Linked DNA regions of Urocitellus parryii: region 1 is linked to region 2. The links are chromatin contacts, called in public Hi-C maps. All regions are on one chromosome and are shown on one strand. The core of a region is the stretch at or near the end of the contact, and the rest is flanking DNA. Distances in the headings are between cores, read along the strand shown. Region 1 holds the start of Map4k5 (mitogen-activated protein kinase kinase kinase kinase 5). Region 2 holds the start of L2hgdh (L-2-hydroxyglutarate dehydrogenase).

The links. A called contact is a pair of places that touch in the nucleus more often than the background predicts.
Region 1: a contact with region 2 is called in a Hi-C map of liver, with 7 times the contacts expected there. The contact joins the promoter of Map4k5 here to the promoter of L2hgdh in region 2. A contact is called at or near these places in 2 of 2 Hi-C or Micro-C datasets (liver and muscle).

What each region holds. Positions count from the first base shown.
Region 1 is chr6:60,691,231-60,694,624 of mUroPar1.hap1, forward strand. Map4k5 (mitogen-activated protein kinase kinase kinase kinase 5) reads right to left here and starts at 1,383. Exons shown (of 33, transcript XM_026391051.2): 1 at 1,204-1,383; 2 at 771-987. The coding sequence starts at 878.
Region 2 is chr6:60,506,727-60,510,222 of mUroPar1.hap1, forward strand. It overlaps L2hgdh (L-2-hydroxyglutarate dehydrogenase), which reads right to left and starts at 1,578. Exons shown (of 11, transcript XR_013343734.1): 1 at 1,376-1,578. It overlaps Dmac2l (distal membrane arm assembly component 2 like), which reads left to right and starts at 1,421. Exons shown (of 5, transcript XM_026391031.2): 1 at 1,421-1,494.

The DNA of each region.
Region 1 (3,394 bases), core at 133-2,632, 180 kb after region 2:
AAGCAATCTCAATTCCTTTCCTTTCAGCCCTTCAAAAACTCACATGACTTAAGAAACTGATTTGCTTCTCTACATTTTTTTTTTATCCTAAACTAAGAGTAACTCACCCTCACCAATTGTCTTAAGAAATACAAGTGTACAATAAAAAGACACCAGTTCTTATCCATTCATGGTTATGAGATGCTGTAAATCCCAAAGAGAGGAACTGCTAAAAGTAGGAAAAAAACCCAGTAAGTTAATATCATATTTCAAATCATCATATAATATGATAAAACTTCTACCCAAAAAAAAAGCATCTTTCTATATGAGATGATGTTTGTAACACACGTCATTTTTTATTCAATATAAGACTGCTTACAGTTACAATCTAGAGACAGGGTTTCATATGGCTTTTTTTTTTTTTAAAGCCAAGCTCATTCATTAAAACAAGTTCTATTGTTTTTTTTTCTTTAATGCAGACATTTTAACGTCAATATTCTTTCCTGTCTCACCACTTTCCATGAAAGATTGTCCATGCTAACGCTGGAACAGTCTTCACTACCATAACTACGCTTTAAAACCACAAAAAAGTACATCGTGGTTTCAAGTGTGGTTAGTTCTGTCTGTTGGTAGCAACAGTCCTGAGCCATGAACTGAGGGTGCTCTGAACAGAGTAAAAGGAACCCGGGTCGCTTCCTCCCCAAGATGCAACAATAAAAGCATCCTCCCGGCTCCCCATACTTGGCCAGAGGCGTCCCTATTCCCGGACCCGGGCGACAGCCCGGCCTCACCTTGTAAACGTCCCCATAGGTGCCGCTGCCGACCCTCTGGACGAGCTCGTAGTCCTGCTGCGGGTTCCGCCTCAGGATGTCCGCGGCAGGCCGCAGTGGGGCCTCCATCTTCGCTCAGGGCCCGGCCCCCGCCGGCTCTGCCTGAGGCGCCCCGATTCCCGCTAACGAGGACGAGCGGCGCCGCTTCCCAACATGGAGCCTCAGCCCGCAGCTCCGCCTGCACAAGGGACGAGCAAAGGCGGGTGGGCATCGCGGCTCCGACCCGGAGCGGCCCAGCGCCTTCCCTTCGGTCCCGCGGGAGCCTAGGACTAGCGGCCCGGGATGGATCCGGTCGCCTCGTAGCCCCATTCGCGCCGCGGCCCTTCCCCCTCCCCGGCCGCCCGCCGCTGCCCGGCCCGGCCTGCCGTCCGCGGGCCCCGGGCCGGCTCGGTACCTGAGAGGGGCTCTTTGTTGAACACCGCGTCCGGGCCCTACTTCCTCGACGGCGCCCGCGTCCTTGTCCCGGCGCCGGCCTGCCGCTCCGGGTCTCGCGCTGCTGCGGCCACCCGCCCGTTGCAGCGCGCGTCCTCTCCAAGACCGAGGAGGCGCGTACTGCCGCCGCCGCCGCCGCCGCACCACGTTCCCCACCCGGGGCTGCGTCACCGAGAGACACGTTCCAGGCCAGCGTGGGTCGGCGCCCAGCGGCCCGCCCGAGCGCGCTGGCCGCGGGACCAGAGTGCCGCCCTGAGGCCTGTAGAAGGCACGACACCCTCGACCGCGCCGCCGCGCCCCCCAGCCCAGCACGTCTTTTCGGAGCCTGGATTTTCTCTCCTGCTCTCAGAGATTAGGGACACCTCCCGGGAAATCACCGAACCGTCCCCAGATTCGTCAGGTAAACTTGGACGGTGACGGGCCGAGGGAGAAGGGTGGGCACGAGGGCGATGGAAACGCACTTCAATAAAAGGTACGTTGAGGACACTGGGCCAGAAGTAACCAGGCTGTGGGGCGGTGGGGAAGGAGGTGGGGAAGTGCCTGGTTAACTCAGCCGCGGCACACCCTACTGCACCTTCCGGTTTTGCAAACCATTCCTAGTGGTACCAGTTTGAGGCTGCACTGCTCACCTACACAACCTGTCCTTTACTGAAGGTTTTTTTTTTTTTTTTTCTGAGACATTTCTGAAAGTCCCAGTTTCTAGGAAGTTTCAAAGGACTATGTCCTTGTTGGGCACAATGACAGTATTGCATTTTTAATGATATCAGAAGTTCTGTAAGGGCTAAAACAAACTGCTGGCTCTGCCACTTCCTCAGTAAGTGATCTGGGACAAGACATTGTATCTGGCAACATCTCAACATCCTTATCTTAGCTTGAAGCGGGTAAGATTTTGCACCTGACACCCAAGAAAGAGTTATCAAGGGTTTTATAGGATTGTAAAGAGGGTTAATCAATTATAAGAGGTTTTAAAATACTTTACAATGCACAGAGTACTGAACAGGAGTTGAGGGGAGTAATTTGGCTGATATTTCACAAATTGTTTTGCAGTTTCAGTTCCAATCTCGTTCTGAAGGTAGAAATAAAGTTACCGCCTTCATACTGGTAATGTTATTTCTGGAGCCCAACAGAGATTTTCAATAGAAAAACCAGATAACATTCAGCCACTGCATTTACTGACTGAAAAATCCCCAAAGAAAAATTTGCAGATGATGACATGGCACTTTGAACGTACAATTCAATTCTGTTCTTGGGAATTATACTCCTTATTGTTGACAATATAATCAATTGTATAATGTAGAAATTAAATTCACACCTTAACAGAACAGGGAATATATGTATTTTCTTGTGCCTCATGCATAAAGGGCACTTATTTAGTGAATATAAGTAAGCCTAGACTTACATGCTCCATGGACAAAGCCTATGTGTTTGCTGCATTTGAAAAAATTGTTGAAGAACAGTTCCTTCTTTCAAAGATTCTTGGCACTTGTTTTGGTGGGCACATACTTTTGGCTTCAATGACTGAAAACCTCTTCACATGTTCTGTTGGTAACTTAGTACTTATTTACTGTCCTAGATTCATTTTGGGTTCCCAGCCCATTGCTGTGCAGGCACACACACAGCCCTATTGGATTGATCCTTTCTCCAGTCTGAACTGTATTTATTTTTATTTATAACTGCATTATTCCACAGAGAATTTCAAACAGCATACAGAAATTATATACTTATTTTTATCTTGTATAAAAATAGGTAAGCGGGGAAACTGGCAAGAGTTAAAGAGGGGAAAATGGGAAACCAGAACAATGCAACATATGGACCAAAGGAGGGAGTTTTATGATGTTTTTGAGATTAAGATGAACCAATTGATGGAGAGGCACAACTTTTCCTGATGCTAAGACTTCAGAAAGATTTATCTCATGAGCCTTCATAAAGTGGAAGTTCTGAATGCCTGGTTTGAGACAAGAATAAATATTCTTCTGACATTCCTTTAAGCATGTTATTCTTGATACACAATATTTAAAATGAATTAGTCAATAAAAAGTTTGAGGTCATAGGCTTCAATAAGACTCTGGAGTGCAGATATTTTATGTTGCCAGTAATTGCAGATCCATATGCTTTATCTATCAACCCAGAAGCAGATAGCATGGAAAAAGCCA
Region 2 (3,496 bases), core at 328-2,827:
CGTGAGGAAAAATTAATATCAAAAGGTTACACACTGTTTTTTATTTATATATCATGATCAAAATGACAAAATTATAGTAATGGAGTATGGGTTAGTGGTTGCAAAGGGATAGGAAGAGTGAAGTTGTACGGTGTGAATATGAAGGGGATATGGAACAAGGGATATGGAACAATTCTATATCTTAATTGAGGGACTTGTTACACAAATAAACACATATGATTAAATTGCATAGAAAGTGCATAAATTGTATACACATACACAAACACAAAAATGAGTGAATGTAAAACACTAATGAAACCTGTACAAGGTCTGTGGATTGTGCCAGTATCAAATCAATTTTCTACTTTTGATATTGTTCTACAGTTCTGTAAAAATGTTATCATTGCCGTAAAAGTGTGAAGGCTCTGTACTATTTTTGCATCTTCCTATGGATCTATAATTATTTCAAAATAAAAAATATTTTTAAAAATTTCACTAAACAACGTACTTTTCTTCCCTTAAGAAAGGCTTCCCAAAAGAATGGTCTACTTATGGCACAACCAATCATTGACACTGTTAACTCCTGTCCCTTTCCAATTCACTACCACATAGTAACCAAAGTCAACAATTGAAACAACAATTAATCTCTCCCCTATTTTAAACCTTTTTAATAGTTTCCCATGGCTCTTAAATAAAAATCAGTGTGTAGTTAAAATTAAATCCCTGTTGTAACATAGCAGGTGTCATTCCATGCTTCCTATCTTCCACCACGCTCCAGTCACACTCAATATTGCCCACCTTCTAATCCTCAAAATAACCAAAAGCTTTCCACCCTTAAAGCCTTCACACAAACTGTTCCTTCTAGGAGAGGACAGAAAGTCAGTGGTTTCAAATGTGATCTCTAAACATCTAATTACAGGACACTGAATTTTACTGGCTTTTAATAGGCAACGGGGATGCTTCGCACAAGGACAAATGGCCGATTTAAGCCCGATCCAAGCAACACCAGGGATACCAGCTAATAAACAGTATATTTGATTGCTTACAGTGTGCTACATCTTTTTATCCTCAAAACGATCGCGAACAGGAGAGACGAAGATCCTATTCACAATTCAGACTGTTAATTAACCCCCCTATAGTTGAACATAACATGGAAGGGTGTATGGAAAGCCAGACCTGTTCCTGACCTCCACTCAACAATGTCTCTCCTCCGGCCCATAAACACAGCGAATAAACTCGCAGCTCCATAGCTCCTAAGATCCAGCTCTACAGGATCCCACCCTTCTCCTAGGCCCCGCCTGACAAGGAAGTACCAGTAGGTGTATAAATTCAGCAGGAGGCACCACTGAAAGCTGCAACCGCGCAGGCGGCGGGGGGCGGGTCATTTGCCACTCACCTGCTGCTAGCACTGCGGACACCCCCGCAAAGCGGCCAGGGCCTTCCGGACGCCGGCCCGCACACCCCGGAGAAGCTCCCGGGGAAGCCCCCACGGGCCCGTCCGCAGGCACCCCCCAGGTAACGCAGCACCGGTACCATCGCCTACACCCACTCCCCTTGCTCGGCCCCTAGAGGTGGCAGCTTTAGCCCAATAGTGCCACGGTCCCGCTACTCTCTAACCCCGCCCCTCAAGCGGGGACCAATGAGACGTGCGTTTTCACCACACGTGGGAGCGGCGGGCGGCTGCCAATGGGCGCGCGCGGCGGAGGGCGAAGGGCAGGTCGGCGCGCCGTAGAAGCGTGGATGCCGGCTCGCTCCCTCCCTCACTGCGACGCTGTGAGTAAAGGACCTAGGCCCCGCGCGGGGCGGGACTAGGATAGTGGTTATGCTCGCCCCTTTCCCTTCTCCCAAACCTGGCTAACTGAAAAGCGAGCCGGGCAAATCTCGCGTCTTCGACTTTGACCGCCAAGCGGATCGGGCCTCGGGGAGAAAGCCTGGGAGTGTTTACGGTGAACACTCATCCGGGCGGCCCGGGCCCTTCCCTTTCGCTCGGTCCGGCCCCTGGGCTGCTGGAGGGTTTTGCTGGGCGGACGCTCCCTGCCCGACCCTAGCCCTGGGGGCTCTTTGTCACGGCCACGCCCAGTAGCCTGCAATCTCCAGGACTTCTTGCCTGACTCTTGGCGGTGCCATTCATTCAGTTATTGATTTGTCTTGTTAATATCGAGCGCCTACTATACTGGACCGAGCACTGAGTACTGGATGGCCAGACAGTTTAATCTCGCCATCATTTACCGACCTGTGTCCTTTTCTCAGTTTTAAAAATGCTCTCTGGAACTCGGAACAGCAAATCACCTGTGCATGTCACTTCATCGCAGTTTCCTTATCTGTAAAATTAAGGCGATGGGCTATATAATCTCTAAAGGACCTTCTAACTGTAAAATTATGTGATTTTTTTTCTACCATCCCAGTATAATACTTAATTATCTCTGCTTTGTGACAGTTTTTAAATTTTTAGGATCAGGAGAACTGATAAAATAGAACAGTATAACTTTATTGCTGGGAAGACTTAAGGCTGTTTTCCAGTCATTAGGTACCTCTGGGAAGTCACTTCACCTCTTTGCCTCAGACCCTTCTCTGTGAACATGGGTCTTTTAGCAGACTCTTTGAGAGAAGGCTCATCAGATCTTGAGCACAGTGAAGCACAAAATTGAAAAGAGAAGATGGCTATTTTAAAAATTCAACATATCTTGAGATATTGGTAGTGTCTCATGCAGTTCAGGAAATAATGGAGATCCTGCATACCTTTGGCCATCTTCCCCAATGATAAACCTTGTAAAACTATAGTACACTAACACAACCAGGTAAACTTATTCAGATTTCCCTAGTTTTACATTTGTGTGTGTGTGTTTCTATAAATTATCATCATGTGTGTAGATTCATGTATCTACCAACAGGTCAAGATACAGCACAGTTCCATCACTACAAGGAACCCTCCAGATGCCTTTGTATAAACTACACCTTTCCCTCATAGCCCTCCCTCAAATTTTTTCTTTTTCCCTTCTAACATTTTGTTATTTAAAGAATAATATGTAAGTGTAATTTTACAGCATGTTAACTTTAGGGGATTGACCTTTTGCATTTAGTGTAATCCCTTGACATTCATCCACATCATTGGGTATATCAAAAGTTCATTGCCTTTCACTACCGAGTACCAGTTCATAATATGAATGTACTACAATATGATTAACCTTTCACTCATTGAAGGACATCTGAATTGTTTCCAGATTTAGAGTGTCATAAATAAAGCTGTTATGAATTTTATTGTACAGCTTTTTTTGTGTGAACCTGTTTTTATATCTCTAGGATAAGTGTTCAAGAGTCTGATTGTTGGGTCGCATTGCAATCACGTTTAATTTTGTAAGAAACTGCCAAACTGTTTTCCAAAGTGGCTGTACCATTTTATATTCCTACCAGCTATGTTTGATCCAATTCTCTTCATTGTCACCAGCATTATGTGTTCTCACTATTTTTTAACTTTTAGCCATTCTGATAGATGTGTATGGAGGTGGTTATTTTTTTA